Regions from separate parts of the Hordeum vulgare genome. Here region 2 is linked to region 1. The links are chromatin contacts, called in public Hi-C maps. All regions are on one chromosome and are shown on one strand. The core of a region is the stretch at or near the end of the contact, and the rest is flanking DNA. Distances in the headings are between cores, read along the strand shown.

Region 1 (7,122 bases), core at 2,680-5,179:
CGCTCGCTTGAGGCGCCATGAAAGCTGAGAAGTCGTTCGGTCGATCTCCAGGAAGAAGAAAGCTGAAACGTTATGTTTCTTTAGCGACTCGGCCTTGGGCCTTTTTGTTTAGGTAGTCTGTTGGTTTAGCCCTAAACAAAGCTGTGAAAACATTGTGATGGGCCACACCAGGCTAGCAATCCCCTTTTGTTTTAGTTAGAAAATGGTTGTGGGTCACACGGTCAGGTCAAATTCCAAAATGATGGTGGGACACAAAATGAGCTCCATTTCAAAGCACCGGTTGAGGAGAATTAGCAATCCCCTTTTTTAGTTGGAGAAAATCCCCTTTTCTTGAAGATGAAATTAGCGATCAATTGATCCTAAAAAGATTTAAACTTGTTCATATCATTTTAATAGTTGGAGCTAATTTGGCTTATAAGATGACATCCACAATATGGCTTGATTTGATGTGTGACATCCAACGACCAACGATTGATCTAGTATGGCTGATACCTCGTGACACCCCATCATCAGCCTCACACGATTGAGTCGAGAGGCCGAGTCACAAAGAGGAGACCACACTACGCCTACAGGTTATCGTGACCGTCAAAATTTTACATACAGTATGTCTCTTATTCTCTTTCCATGGATAACAACAATATTAATGACTTTGCATTGAAGAAAGTTAGATTTTTTTTGAGAGAATATTTATAAACTACTTGACATGATTACATTTTTACGCATTTAATTGTTTATTCATAAAATTTTATATAGATACATACTCCCTCCGTTCTTAAATATAAGATGTATTAGTTTTTGAAAAAGTTAAACGTTATCTATGTTTGAACAACCTTACAACAAGATATATAAATATTTACAATACTAAATATTAATATATATTCATGTTGAATCCAGTGATAGTGATTTAGTGTTCTAGATATTGATATTTTTGTCTATAAACTTGATTAAAGTTAAAATCTTTGAATTTTTAAAAAAATAGTACACCTTATATTTAAGAACGAAGGAAGTATTAATTGTCATAATGAGTATATTAAAGGGCCCGTGTTTTAGTATCACCTCGAGTCCCAAAATTTCAGGACCGGGCCTGTTCCTAACTTCAAGGGATCGATCAAGGATTATCAGGTGTTCAATTGCAATAAGGCATGGGATACAGGACCGCACGGTAGGCGTGATGGGCAATCTTCAAAACATTGAAAAACAAACTACAGTCTTACACACGCACCTCCATTAACAATTTCTTGCTATCTGGGATGACAGTACATTTGTGATATAAACTTTGGGGGAAAAGATGCCCCATTTTCCGACTCAGATCAACTAGCTTGCATGCAAAGGCAAATACGTGAAAATTGCACGGTAAACTCTCCAGTTTTTCTTCGACGAATACAGGTCCCTCATCCGCAAAAAAAAAAAAGAAAAAAAAAAAAAGAAGAAGAAAAAAAAAGAAAAGGGAGATAGAGAGAGAATACAAGTATCGTGGCTGTACGATTTCCAGAGCATGTCTCAGTCGTCAAGCTAGCAAAATATGACCATGCCAACAACGGCCATCACTATCACACCAACCAATAACCAGTGAATCTCGCGTATGTTACAACGTGGTTTCGTAGAGTTGTGGGCGAAACGAGTGCATTATCGATATTGATGTTTTTGGGAATAGGATTATAAAACCTCCTTTGATTGAACCATTTTGGAATGTTTTGCACCACCTTGGTGAGCATGTTTTACCATATATATATTGTCTGCCGAAAACGAGTCTAAAAGCACATGTTCTGAAGTGACAAGGAAATAGGAAGGAGATGCTTTATTTCTAGAGGCCACAAAGATTATAATTTCTAGTGGTATAAGTTCAACACGGCATTTTGAAAATTATGCCTTGTTCATCTTTTTTCCCCAAAGAAACGACAACCTAATGTTTTAATTAATGTTAGAAGAGAGTATCAATTATAAGATTTACTTCCGAGCTGTGCACAAGTCACCCGCCTGACCTACAACTGCTGTTGTATTCTCAGGATTATATGCCATCTGTCCCGCCTTGCGTGCCGCCAACTCCCAAAGACGGAATTCTGGACATTTTTGTATATATAACTAAAATTTACAATTGTCATCTTTGACCGTGAATGCCTGGATGGAAATGTGGGAGGTCATCCTTCCACTCAATCTTTTATTACATAGAAAACCCGTATGTGCAATTGCGTCCTAAGAGCCCATAAGATAATTGCACTAAGAGCCCATAAGACAAAGCCTTGTTCTTCGCTACCCTTAGTCTTCTTCTTTTGTTTTGTACTGCTTGGTTAGTATTTTTTTCTTATACATACTCCACCACATAGATATACTTTACTGGTAAGTTCATGTTTCATCCAAGCATGTTTTAGAACCCACGTAGAGAATAATAATTTGTAAAATGTCAGTTTGTGTTCACAAGGTAGTTTTTCACGGAAGCTTAACTAACATGACATATTTGAGCAGCTAAAAATTATCCATTGTCCATCTCATGACATACATACAATTAAAATTTAACATATTTATCTTCAAATGTGTATTCTCGAATATAAAGTAGTAGCCCCCCTGCTGTCGCCTCCTTCCATGTTTCTAGTTGTGACCCCACAACTCGAGACCTCTCCCATCATTGACATTGTACTTTTGATCCGACTATAGCCATTTGTTGCTACTTCTTGCCCCTTTATTTTCAGGTAAATGTGGGCGGGTTACCGGAATGCAGTATATCCTAGTCCTGATCATCTTCGTACTTGTCAATACAGGGGACACATTATGCCATTTATTAGCAAACCCTTGCCCCTTATGGCTATGAAGCCGCTACTAGTTCACATTTGTTGTCGGACAAAAATAATCCTGGGTATAGTTTCTAGTTTCTAGATCATAAGCTCCGTATTGAATGCTTTGAATGATCTTTTAGTTCACAGTCCTATATTGCGACCTTAAAGTTGCCTTTTAGAGTTGAATAGCAACTTTTTCATATTTTCTAGTCAAAGATAATGAGAGTTTTGAAATTTAAACTCACTAGCTTAGCTTCGCTATACTAGAGCCGAGTTGGGTTACATACATAGTTTTCTCTCTGTTACACCAGAGTCCAAACAAAAAATGAAATATTTTTATTTCTTATGCCAATGAGAAGTTTACTGAATTTTGAAAACATGTGTGTTTCTCTTTTTTACCTTTTTAATACTATACATGCTAGCCAATTTAGTATTTCCTTCGTAAATAAATATAAGAGCGTTTAGATCACTAAATTCTGAACAAAGGGAGTAGTAACTAGTTGGTTTGTTGCCTTTTAACATTAGTGACACACACACACACACACACACACACACACACACACACTTGCAACGTGCACACCCCCCTTGACAATTTCTCGCTGGTATTTTGGACCACAGATTCACAGCCCACTTGTGAAAATGAAGCTTTCGGGGTGGAAAGATGCCCCCATTTTCCGTTCACACCAACCGGCTTGCACACACGGACAAGGAAGTGTTCCTGAAACTCTGCAATAAACTCTTCAGCTTTTCATTCCATGAACGGCTGTACGTTACCAGCTAGGTCAACTCTTCCGTTTTCTCTTCCAGCAATACCACAAGCCTCTACGTTTCAACCGTGTGGTCAGTCCCTCCCGCAGAGCCACACCTCCATTTGTACACGGCAGCTAGCTCAGTAACGTCTTGATAGGTTGCCTTTACCAGTAGAGTGATCCACACACAGCTCCATTGGAGTAGATAGATTGTAGATCTCTTGCCATTTTGGATCACAGTGCACTTGCGAAAAAGGTGGCCCATTGCCCAATCCAACCCAAGTTGCTTGCACGCACGGACGAAAAACTGCAGTAAACTCTTGTGTTTTCTTCGACGCATACTAGTCTCGTGGCTGTAGGTTTCCAGGGGTCGGTCAGAGTCTCGCAGAGCCATGCGTTTCAGTCGTCAAGCCGGCAAAAGACGACCAAGTGGCAACACCGGCCAGGGCTGGACAGTGACCAGTGACTGAATCTGAATCCCCGCATGAGTTGCATTCACTGTGTGGTAAACGCTGGATGCGTGCCAGGGACTACGACTAGCGGCGCTGCTGATGTCGGCTTGCCGTTGAAGGCAACTGAAAGTTGCCTTTCCCTCCTTGCTTTCCTGCTGAGGATGCTTGCCGATGCCGAGGAAAAATCGCCGGATGGACGGACGGACGGGTCGACCAACCCCCGCCGAGAGGGACCCCGTGGCCGGCGTCGACGTCGGCGGCGGTTAGGAAGACGACGCCATTGTGGGTACGGTGAGAGACGGAGGGGGAGGGGTGCTGAGCGAATGCTCTGCTGGGTCGTCGTCATGGCTGTGGGTAGCTAGCTGACCGTGCCAGGAGAGTAAATGTACGCGCTCGTGCCGACTGGGGTTTCTTGGACGGTTTCTCAAGAGAAGAGGAGTAACTGAGGATTACTGACAAATTAAGTTAGCTTTGCTTTCATTGAGGTTCTTCTTGGATGTGAGTAGGTGTGTGTTTAAGATAGATGGCTTACCGCACGTGCAATGTGGTTTGAGGTTTGGTGTGCTGTGTGGTTAGTAGAAGTAGCCGCCAAAAAACCTAGACCTATGGAAACACCCTACCAACTCATCTCCCCGTTGATCCCCTCCTCTGTTTTCACAGCAGGTCCCCTCTCTCCTTGATTTTCAACTATATCTCGACAACTCACCCCGTAACTTTTCGGTAATGCGAAAAATCTAACGCCAGATATTTAAGCATGACAACGTTTTATGACAAAGTAAATATGTGTTTGAGAATAACATGTAAAAAAAAATCTAACTGACCGGTTGTAGCGCCATCCAGGGCAGTTGTACCGGTCAACCCCTGGACGGTTGTACCGGCCCAACACCGGTCCACAACCGGACACGGCTCTGCTTAGCTACGGTTGTTGGGCAGTGGTGGCCCAGTTGTACCGCTTGGGACTTAATCACGCCCAACGGCCATGACAGGTGAAACCTCGGGCCAAGTCTCTGTTTTGGACCGGTTGTTGGTGATGGTTAGTCGGTTGTTCCTCTAAATTAGACAGACCAGCGCCGTCGTGTAAAAACAGCTGTAGCGGTTAGAAAATGTGTGCGTGTGTGTGTGGGGGGGGGGGGCTAGGGGTTTGTTCCTCCTCCCTCTTATCTCTTACCTCTCTCTCTCCACCATTGATGTACTCAAGCTTTCTTGTCTGATCTCTCTCCCTAGCCACCCAAACCTGTTGTCTTGCTAGGGATTGAAGGAGGAGATCTAGATCTACACTTCCACCAAAGGAAAATTGACCCCCCCAAGTTCTTGTGTGGATTTTGTTACTCTTGGGTGTTTGATCACCCTAGACGGAAGATGTCACCTCGGAGCCACATTCCATTGCGGTGAAGCTCCGTGGTTTTATTGGAAGCCTACAATTGAGTTGTGGAGAGAGCCTCAACCTTGTTTGTAAAGGTTCGATTGCCACCTTCAAGGGCACCACTTAGTGGAATCACGACACTTCACATTGTGTGAGGGGGTGAGGAGAAAACGGTGGCCTTAGTGGCATCTTGAGGATCATTGTGCCTCCACACCGCTCCAACGGAGACGTACTTCCCCTCAAAGAGAAGGAACTTCGGAAATACATCTTCTCCTTCATCGGTTCCACTTATGGTTATTTCTTACCTCTACTTGTATTTACTCCTTGCTTATTATTATTGTTGTTAGCATCGTATAGGTTGCACACCTAGTTGCATATCTAGACAACCTATTTGTTGCTAAACCTAATTTGTTGAAAGAACAATTTAAAATTTGATAGTTGCCTACCCCCCCCCTCTAGTCAACCATATCGATCCTTTCAATTGGTATCAGAGCCACACCTCTTTATTAAGGGTTTCACCATCCAAAGAGTATGGTTGACGACAGGGACCGGGTTGGGGAGGTGCCCGAGGGAGCTGTTGCGAACTCGGTCACCCGAGAGGAATTAAACGAGGTCATGTCCACATTTAAATCCTGAGTGGCTATCGAAGTCAAGAAAATGCTTAAGGATTTCCTTGATATTTACAAACCGTCTATCGACCCGTTGTTGGTGGCTAATCCCACAACTTCGGATACGGGGGGCCAATTCCGAAAAGGAAAATGGTAGTGGTGAAAAAGATAAAACACCTCAAGGAACGAGTGGGGCAAATGCCTTTGCCTCACTCCCTCCTACAATGGTCTATGGAGGACCGGTTCACCCACCGCATATTATTAATCTAGGTCCTCAACCAAAGCTTGTTAAGAATGATTTTGCTAACTGCCTTTTTCGTATAAAGGCTCATTTGAATCACAGCTCAACACAACTTTGGAGAATCATCGAATAAGGCTACTACCTTCGTGATCCAAGAAACCTCACTCCAAGAGAAGACGTTGACAATCAGCTCAATCACTCAGCCATGTTCGTCCTCCAAGCAGTTGTTCCCATTGAAGATCTTGCACATTTGCGTCCCTTCACTCGTGCCAAAGATTGTTGGGAACACACCATTTCCATGTACAAGGAAGTTCTAGTATTCAACGGTCAAACTATGAAGTGATACTTGATGAGGCCGATGAATTTTTTATGGTTGAGGATGAAGATCCTCGTGAGTTATACCTAAGGGTGACAACCATTGTTGTCGCTCTTCAAGATCATGGAAGCAAGGATGTGGATGAAAATTGGATCAAGCGTAAGTTTCTCAAGGCTATTATGCCCTTCAACAAATCCATGTCCTCCGTCATCCGTTAGAGGCCAGACTTTCACTCCTTGTCTTCAAGCGATGTGTTGATGAGTTTATTGCCATGAACACATTGAACAAGACCGCTGACAATGCTCTTGCTCCTATTTAACAGTCAAGAAAAGACTCTCCCAACCTTGCCTTGAAGGCCAAGCTGAATTGGAGGGAGAGGAGGAAGAAGAAGAGGAATTGTGCCCCCAGGACACCGAGTATGCTTATCACGATCATATGGCTCTTGCATCAAGACAATTTTGGAGTAAGAAGAGAAACTCCAAGCCAAACTTCTCCAAGAACAACTCAAATGGGCCCAAAGGCAAGCAACGTGTGAGGACTTGCTACAATTGTGGCAATGTGAGTCACTTTGTGGCTGATTGTCCTTATGAGAAGAGGGAATACAATGGTGGCAAACTTATTC
Region 2 (7,122 bases), core at 1,902-4,401, 41 kb before region 1:
CCAGAAAGGACAAGGACAGTTGTGGATGATCTTCATCATAACCAAACATGTCAAATTTTGATAGCCCAGTGACATGTTAGTAGTGATGGAGTAGCCATACGATGTTTGTAATACGGTTACGTATTTTTTTTAGAAAAGGAGGATGACCCCCGGCCTCTGCATCTGAAAGATGCATGCGGCCACTTTATTGATTATTCTCGAGTACCTTATAAAGTATTATAATAATATGTCTGAATCCGTCATCGTAACAACATCTGCCGCTACTTCTATCCATATGATGAAAGGGTGCTAACTGAGCCAAAATACTCAGACCACTCATCTAAGCCTAACAACAAAAGCCGAAAGCCCCAGCCGAGCCACATACCGGGTTTGAGGCATAAACCGGTCTGACGCAGCCACATACGGTTACGTAATAGTTATATGGGTTGTATGAATTTAAGATATGAGATTTGAGATGTCCGAATGAGGTTTGCAAGGTCGGATGCTCTTACGGCTAGTACAACTTTGGTGGCTGGTGTTTGAGTGCTGTCGCTGCGGTTTGTTCTTCCGAGGGCGCCACAAGTACGGCGGGAGGTCTGCTAGCCCAGATCACCGTCCCCTCGAGCCCAGAGCGAGGCATGGATGCAGGTGGTGACCGCGCCGAGCCGGACATTGGGGCGGCCACGGTGCTGCTTGAATGACTGATTAAGCAGGTCCTCGGACGGCGTCGCCATGGCTGGCTGGACAAAAGGACCTTTCACTTCCAGTAAAGCAAAAGAAGCTACGCGAGGGCAATCGATCTTGAGCGAGTCAATTCGTTTCAAAGGATCCGGAGCGAGTCGTAAATTCTCGAGTACGCAAATCAGGGGCACAACATTCCATTTCAAGATTTCAGCTCCTTCTCCAATTCGGAGAACATAACTGCATGCCAATTAAAGTTCAAACTGTTGGAGCAACAGCTAGCTGACAGCAGAATGACATGCCAATACGGCAATACATAGCTGAAGGCTTTCACCCATGATCCATGGATGGATGGATGCTTCTGGATTGCTATAAGAAGTACTGTAGTGTACCACACTTTCAGTTGATCTCTTTCATCGCCGGCTGTGCCGGGGCAGGAGGGACCGGGAGGATGCCCTTCTCCTGGAAGCTGACGACGGTGTCGTAGAGGCACTGTGCCACCGGCGTGAACTCGAGGCCCAGCTCACGGAGCCGCCGGTTCGACATCTTGTACGGCCGCTTCCTCGGGTTCACCGAGTCAGAGCACCTGCGATACATTACCATACATTAATTCATAAATTGTAACACGACTGAATTTTTTATGACCGTCCATGTCACCAAATCAATCAGAACTCTTGAGACTTCAACGCGACAACATTAGCTAGCGCGTGTGTTGACATGTTTGGAACAAAGACAGGGACGCTGCGATGGCCGATTAGTGCTACTGACCTGCTGGGGATGGGGTACTCGGGGAAGAACTTGCGGAGGATGGTGACCACGTCCTCCCGGTGGAGCACGGCGCCGTCGGCCACGCACAGGTAGCGCCCGGCGGCGGCGGGGGCCTCGAAGACGAGGACGTGCGCGGCGGCGGTGTCGCGGACGTGCACGTACGCCTGGACGGCGTTGGCGTACGTCTTGGCGGAGCCGTCGAGGTACTTGAGCACGTGCGTGAGGCTGGCGTTCACCGCCGGCTGCAGCGCCGGGCCCTGCACCAGCACCGGGTTCACCACCACTAGGTCCACCCCGCGCGCCGCCGCCGCCTCCCATGCCTCCCGCTCCGCCACCGTCTTCCCGTAGCAGTACCAGTTCTGACATACGCACACACAACAGAATCAGCCACGAGCCGCCGGCGACCATGGCGGGCCGGGTGCATGCAAAATCCTCCGTGTACGACGACGACGACGTACCTTGGTCTTCTTGCAGAACTCGAGGTCGCTCCAGCAGGACTCGTCGACGACCGCGTCCGGTGCGCGGCTGGGGTCCATGGCGACGGCGCCGATGGACGACGTGAGCACGACGCGGCGGACCGTGCCGGACTCCGCCGCGGCGTCGATGACGTAGCGCGTGCCCCTCACCGCCGGCTCCACCATCTCCTCCTGCAAAGCCAAAGCACGCACATCAAGACTAGACGATAACTGGTTACATGCAAAGCCAAAGCAAGCACGCACGCGCAAGCAAGCACAGCAAGCGCGCAAGCGTCCATGCATGCATGCATGATTGCATGCCATGCTACTGCTGATACTACACGAACGACTTTGACCAATGGTCGTCCATCACTGAAGGGTGGGGCCATGCATGCGCAAGCAGTCCTCTGTGGATACTGGTTACAGTTGTCCAGTCCAGCCAGAACAGAAACGGAAAAGTAAATACGTACTCCCTCCGTTCCTAAATATAAATAACTTTTAAAGATTTTATGAACTATATATGAAGTATAATGAGTGAATATGTCTATATACATTTATATTTAGTTTCCTAGTAAAAAAAATTTAAAAAATATATTTATATATTTAGTTTTGTAGTAAAATCTTAAAAAAATATTTAGAAACAGAGGGGGTAAATTTGACGGCGTCCCGAATACTCGCAAGCGTTATCGAATCCTCGGAATGCAATAATGGCTTAATACTATACAAATTTGGCAAAACTCTTGATTTAGAGCGCACTAATTTCTCCGGGAAAAAAGGATTAAACGTACCGGGTCGTCGGTGACCGGCGAGGCGGTGTGGAAGACGCCGTGGCAGCCGGCGATGGCGGCGCGCAGCGCGTCGGCGTCGAGCAGGTCGGCCTTGCACAGCACCAGCCGCTCCGCCGCGCCGGCGAGAGCCCTCAGGTGCGCGTTCTTGGCGTCATCTGCACGCGCACGCACGCACGCTAGCAATCAGCACGACGGCGCATCACAACCAACGACCTTCGCCGCCGTCGTATGCAGAGTATGTACGTACCTGGGTTCCTGACGGTGCCTCGCACGGCGTACCCCTTCTCCAGCAGGAGCTTGACGATCCACGACCCGATGTAGCCGCCGGCGCCGGTCACGCACACCGTCTGCCCGTGTCCCGTGGCCTCGCCGCCGACGGTCATGCTGGCTCCTGGCTGTGTTGGTGAGATGAGAAGAGCGTATACCCAAGCGCGTGTGCAGTGGGAAGCGCTGCTCTCTCACCGTGTGCGTTTGGTAGGTATTTATAGAGGAGCGCGTGTGTGTTTGGTGGCGGAGGTGGACTCGACGGAGACAAACCCGACGTCTCCCTCCGGCTAGCAGCAACACTACCAGAACGGATGTCATTTCTCTCTATCGGCTGGCTGGGATTCTTACTACGACACCGGGTTCTACCGCAACCTACTACAGCAGTACTTTTTGATGTTTTCATTCACGCTCTTTGACACTGTCCAGACTCCAGACTGGTGACGCACATAGGGGGCACGTTTCCGGATCGACCGGGTACTAGTTTGCGTGCAAAATTGACAGAAATGACCTCGAAAAAAAAACTCACGGAAAATATTTCACTCGTCTGACCCTTTTGTGTGACGTCCGACACCTAGACGCCACACTACACTATGTGACGCCTAGCCGTTCGGAGACACACCCCCCGACCACCTGGCAGGGAGGGCCCACCCCCCAGGCCGTGTGACGCCTAAGCCTCACGCGTCACACATTGTAATGTGTGGCGCCGAACGCTTAGGCGCCACACATTGACTTAACTGGCCACGGCTCAGCCCCCTCCCCATTCCCCTCCCTCATTCAAACAGTAACTGCAACGGCGACGGCTGGCTCTCTTCGAATCCCTAATCCCCTCCCCCATCTCCTTCAGATCTGGTGATTTCTTCCTTGGATTGATCCCCCAAGGTAATCTCTGTTGAAATTATGCCCTAGAGGCAATAATAAATATAGTTATTATTATAATTCCTGTATCAAGATAATAGTTTATTATCCATGCTATAATTGTATTGAATGAAGACTCATTTACATGTGTGGATACATAGACAAAACACCGTCCCTAGCATGCCTCTAGTTGGCTAGCCAGTTGATCAATGATAGTCAGTGTCTTCTGATTATGAACAAGGTGTTGTTGCTTGATAACTGGATCACGTCATTAGGAGAATCACGTGATGGACTAGACCCAAACTAATAGACGTAGCATGTTGATCGTGTCATTTTGTTGCTACTGTTTTCTGCGTGTCAAGTATTTATTCCTATGACCATGAGATCATATAACTCACTGACACCGGAGGAATGCTTTGTGTGTATCAAACGTCGCAACGTAACTGGGTGACTATAAAGATGCTCTACAGGTATCTCCGAAGGTGTTAGTTGAGTTAGTATGGATCAAGACTGGGATTTGTCACTCCGTGTGACGGAGAGGTATCTCGGGGCCCACTCGGTAATACAACATCACACACAAGCCTTGCAAGCAATGTAACTTAGTGTAAGTTGCGGGATCTTGTATTACGAAACGAGTAAAGAGACTTGCCGGTAAACGAGATTGAAATAGGTATGCGGATACTGACGATCGAATCTCGGGCAAGTAACATACCGAAGGACAAAGGGAATGACATACGGGATTATACGAATCCTTGGCACTGAGGTTCAAACGATAAGATCTTCGTAGAATATGTAGGATCCAATATGGGCATCCAGGTCCCGCTATTGGATATTGACCGAGGAGTCTCTCGGGTCATGTCTACATAGTTCTCGAACCCGCAGGGTCTGCACACTTAAGGTTCGACGTTGTTTTATGCGTATTTGACTTATATGGTTGGTTACCGAATGTTGTTCGGAGTCCCGGATGAGATCACGGACGTCACGAGGGTTTCCGGAATGGTCCGAAAAGGAAGATTGATATATAGGATGACCTCACTTGATTACCGGAAGGTTTTTGGAGTTACCGGGAATGACGAATAGGTTCCGGGAGTTCACGGGGGGGGGGGGGGGGCAACCCACCCCGGGGAAGCCCATAGGCCTTTGGGGAGACACACCAGCCTTTAGTGGGCTGGTGGGACAGCCCACAAGTGCCCTATGCGCCAAGGAGAAGAAAATCAAGAGAGAGAAAAAAAAAGGAGGAGGTGGGAAGGAAAGGGGACTCCCTCGCACCAAACCTAATCCAACTCGGTTTGGGGGGGGGGAGAGTCCTCCCCCTTGGACTCGGCCGACCCCCTTGGGGCTCCTTAAGCCCCAAGGCAAGGCCCCCTCCCTCCCACCTATATATACGGAGGTTTTAGGGCTGATTTGAGACGACTTTTCCACGGCAGCCCGACCGCATACCTCCACGGTTTTTCCTCTAGATCGCGTTTCTGCGGAGCACGGGCGGAGCACGGGCGGAGCCCTGCTGAGACAAGGTCATCACCAACCTCCGGAGCGCCGTCATGCTGCTAGAGAACTCTTCTACCTCTCCGTCTCTCTTGCTGGATCAAGAAGGCCGAGATCATCTTCGAGCTGTACGTGTGCTGAACGCGGAGGTGCCGTCCGTTCGGTACTAGATCGTGGAACTGATCGCGGGATTGTTCGCGGGGCGGATCGAGGGACGTGAGGACGTTCCACTACATCAACCGCGTTCTCTAACGCTTCTGCTGTACGGTCTACAAGGGTATGTAGATCACTCATCCCCTCTCGTAGATGGACATCACCATGATAGGTCTTCGTGCGCGTAGGAAATTTTTTGTTTCCCATGCGGCGTTCCCCAACAGTGGCATCATAAGCTAGGTTCATGCGTAGATGTCTTCTCGAGTAGAACACAAAAGTTTTTGTGGGCGGTGATGTGCGTTTTGCTGCCCTCCTTAGTCTTTTCTTGATTCCGCGGTATTGTTGGATTGAAGCGGCTTGGACCGACATTACTCGTACGCTTACGAGAGACTTGTTTCATCGTTACGAGTAACCCCCTTTGCTCAAAGATGACTGGCAAGTGTCGGTTTCTCCAACTTTAGTTGAATCGGATTTGACCGAGGAGGTCCTTGGATGAGGTTAAATAGCAACTCATATATCTCCGTTGTGGTGTTTGCGTAAGTAAGATGCGATCCTACTAGATACCCTTGGTCACCACGTAAAACATGCAACAACAAAATTAGAGGACGTCTAACTTGTTTTTGCAGGGTATGATTGTGATGTGATATGGCCAACGATGTGATGTGATATATTGGATGTATGAGATGATCATGTTGTAATAGAAATATCGACTTGCACGTCGATGGTACGGCAACCGGCAGGAGCCATAGGGTTGTCTTTATACTAACGTTTGTGCTTGTAGATGCGTTTACTATTTTGCTAGGATGTAGCTTTAGTAGTAATAGCATAAGTAGCACGACAACCCCGATGGAAACACGTTGATGGATGATCATGGTGTGGCGCCGGTGACAAGAAGATCGTGCCGGTGCTTTGGTGATGGAGATCAAGAAGCACGTGATGATGGCCATATCATGTCACTTATGAATTGCATGTGATGTTAATCCTTTTATGCACCTTATTTTGCTTAGAACGACGGTAGCATTATGAGGTGATCTCTCACTAAAATTTCAAGACGAAATTGTGTTCTCCCCGACTGTGCACCGTTGCTACAGTTCGTCGTTTCGAGACACCACGTGATGATCGGGTGTGATAGACTCAACGTTCACATACAACGGGTGCAAAACAGTTGCGCACGCGGAACACTCGGGTTAAGCTTGACGAGCCTAGCATGTGCAGACATGGCCTCGGAACACATGAGACCGAAAGGTCGATCATGAATCATATAGTTGATATGATTAGCACAGGGATGCTTACCACTGAAACTATACTCAACTCACGTGATGATCGGACTTGGGATAGTGTAAATGGATCATGAACCACTCAAGTGACTAGAGAGATGTACTTTTTGAGTGGGAGTTTAGCATATAATTTGATTAAGTTGAACTCTAATTATCTTGAACATAGTCTAAGTCCACTTTGAATATATTTGTGTTGTAGATCATGGCTCACGCGACAGTCATCCTGAATTTTAATACGTTCCTAGAGAAAGCTAAGTTGAAAGATGATGGAAGCAACTTTGTAGACTGGGCTCGTAATCTTAAGCTAATCTTACAAGCTGGGAAGAAGGATTATGTCCTTAATGCTGCGCTAGGAGATGAACCACCCGCTACGGCTGATCAGGATGTTAAGAACGCTTGGTTAGCACGTAAGGA

Evidence for each region. Hi-C and Micro-C count contacts between places; a contact is called where the count stands out from the background.
Region 2: a contact with region 1 is called in a Hi-C map of leaf, with 3 times the contacts expected there. The contact joins the promoter of LOC123409743 here to the enhancer-like site in region 1. A contact is called at or near these places in 2 of 6 Hi-C or Micro-C datasets (leaf and seedling).

The regions. Positions count from the first base shown.
Region 1 is chr7H:59,686,823-59,693,944 of MorexV3_pseudomolecules_assembly, reverse strand. No RefSeq gene overlaps it. Among protein-coding and RNA genes, the nearest start is that of LOC123409743, 41 kb to the left of the region's middle. Within about 2 kb of position 3,929, at least 2 of the 3 cell types and tissues checked have open chromatin away from gene starts, as enhancers often do. A contact at or near this core is called in leaf, where this site is marked.
Region 2 is chr7H:59,727,474-59,734,595 of MorexV3_pseudomolecules_assembly, reverse strand. It overlaps LOC123409743 (cinnamoyl-CoA reductase 1-like), which reads right to left and starts at 3,151. Exons shown (of 5, transcript XM_045102604.1): 1 at 2,919-3,151; 2 at 2,672-2,826; 3 at 1,887-2,075; 4 at 1,429-1,787; 5 at 834-1,246. The coding sequence starts at 3,054. The coding sequence ends at 1,060.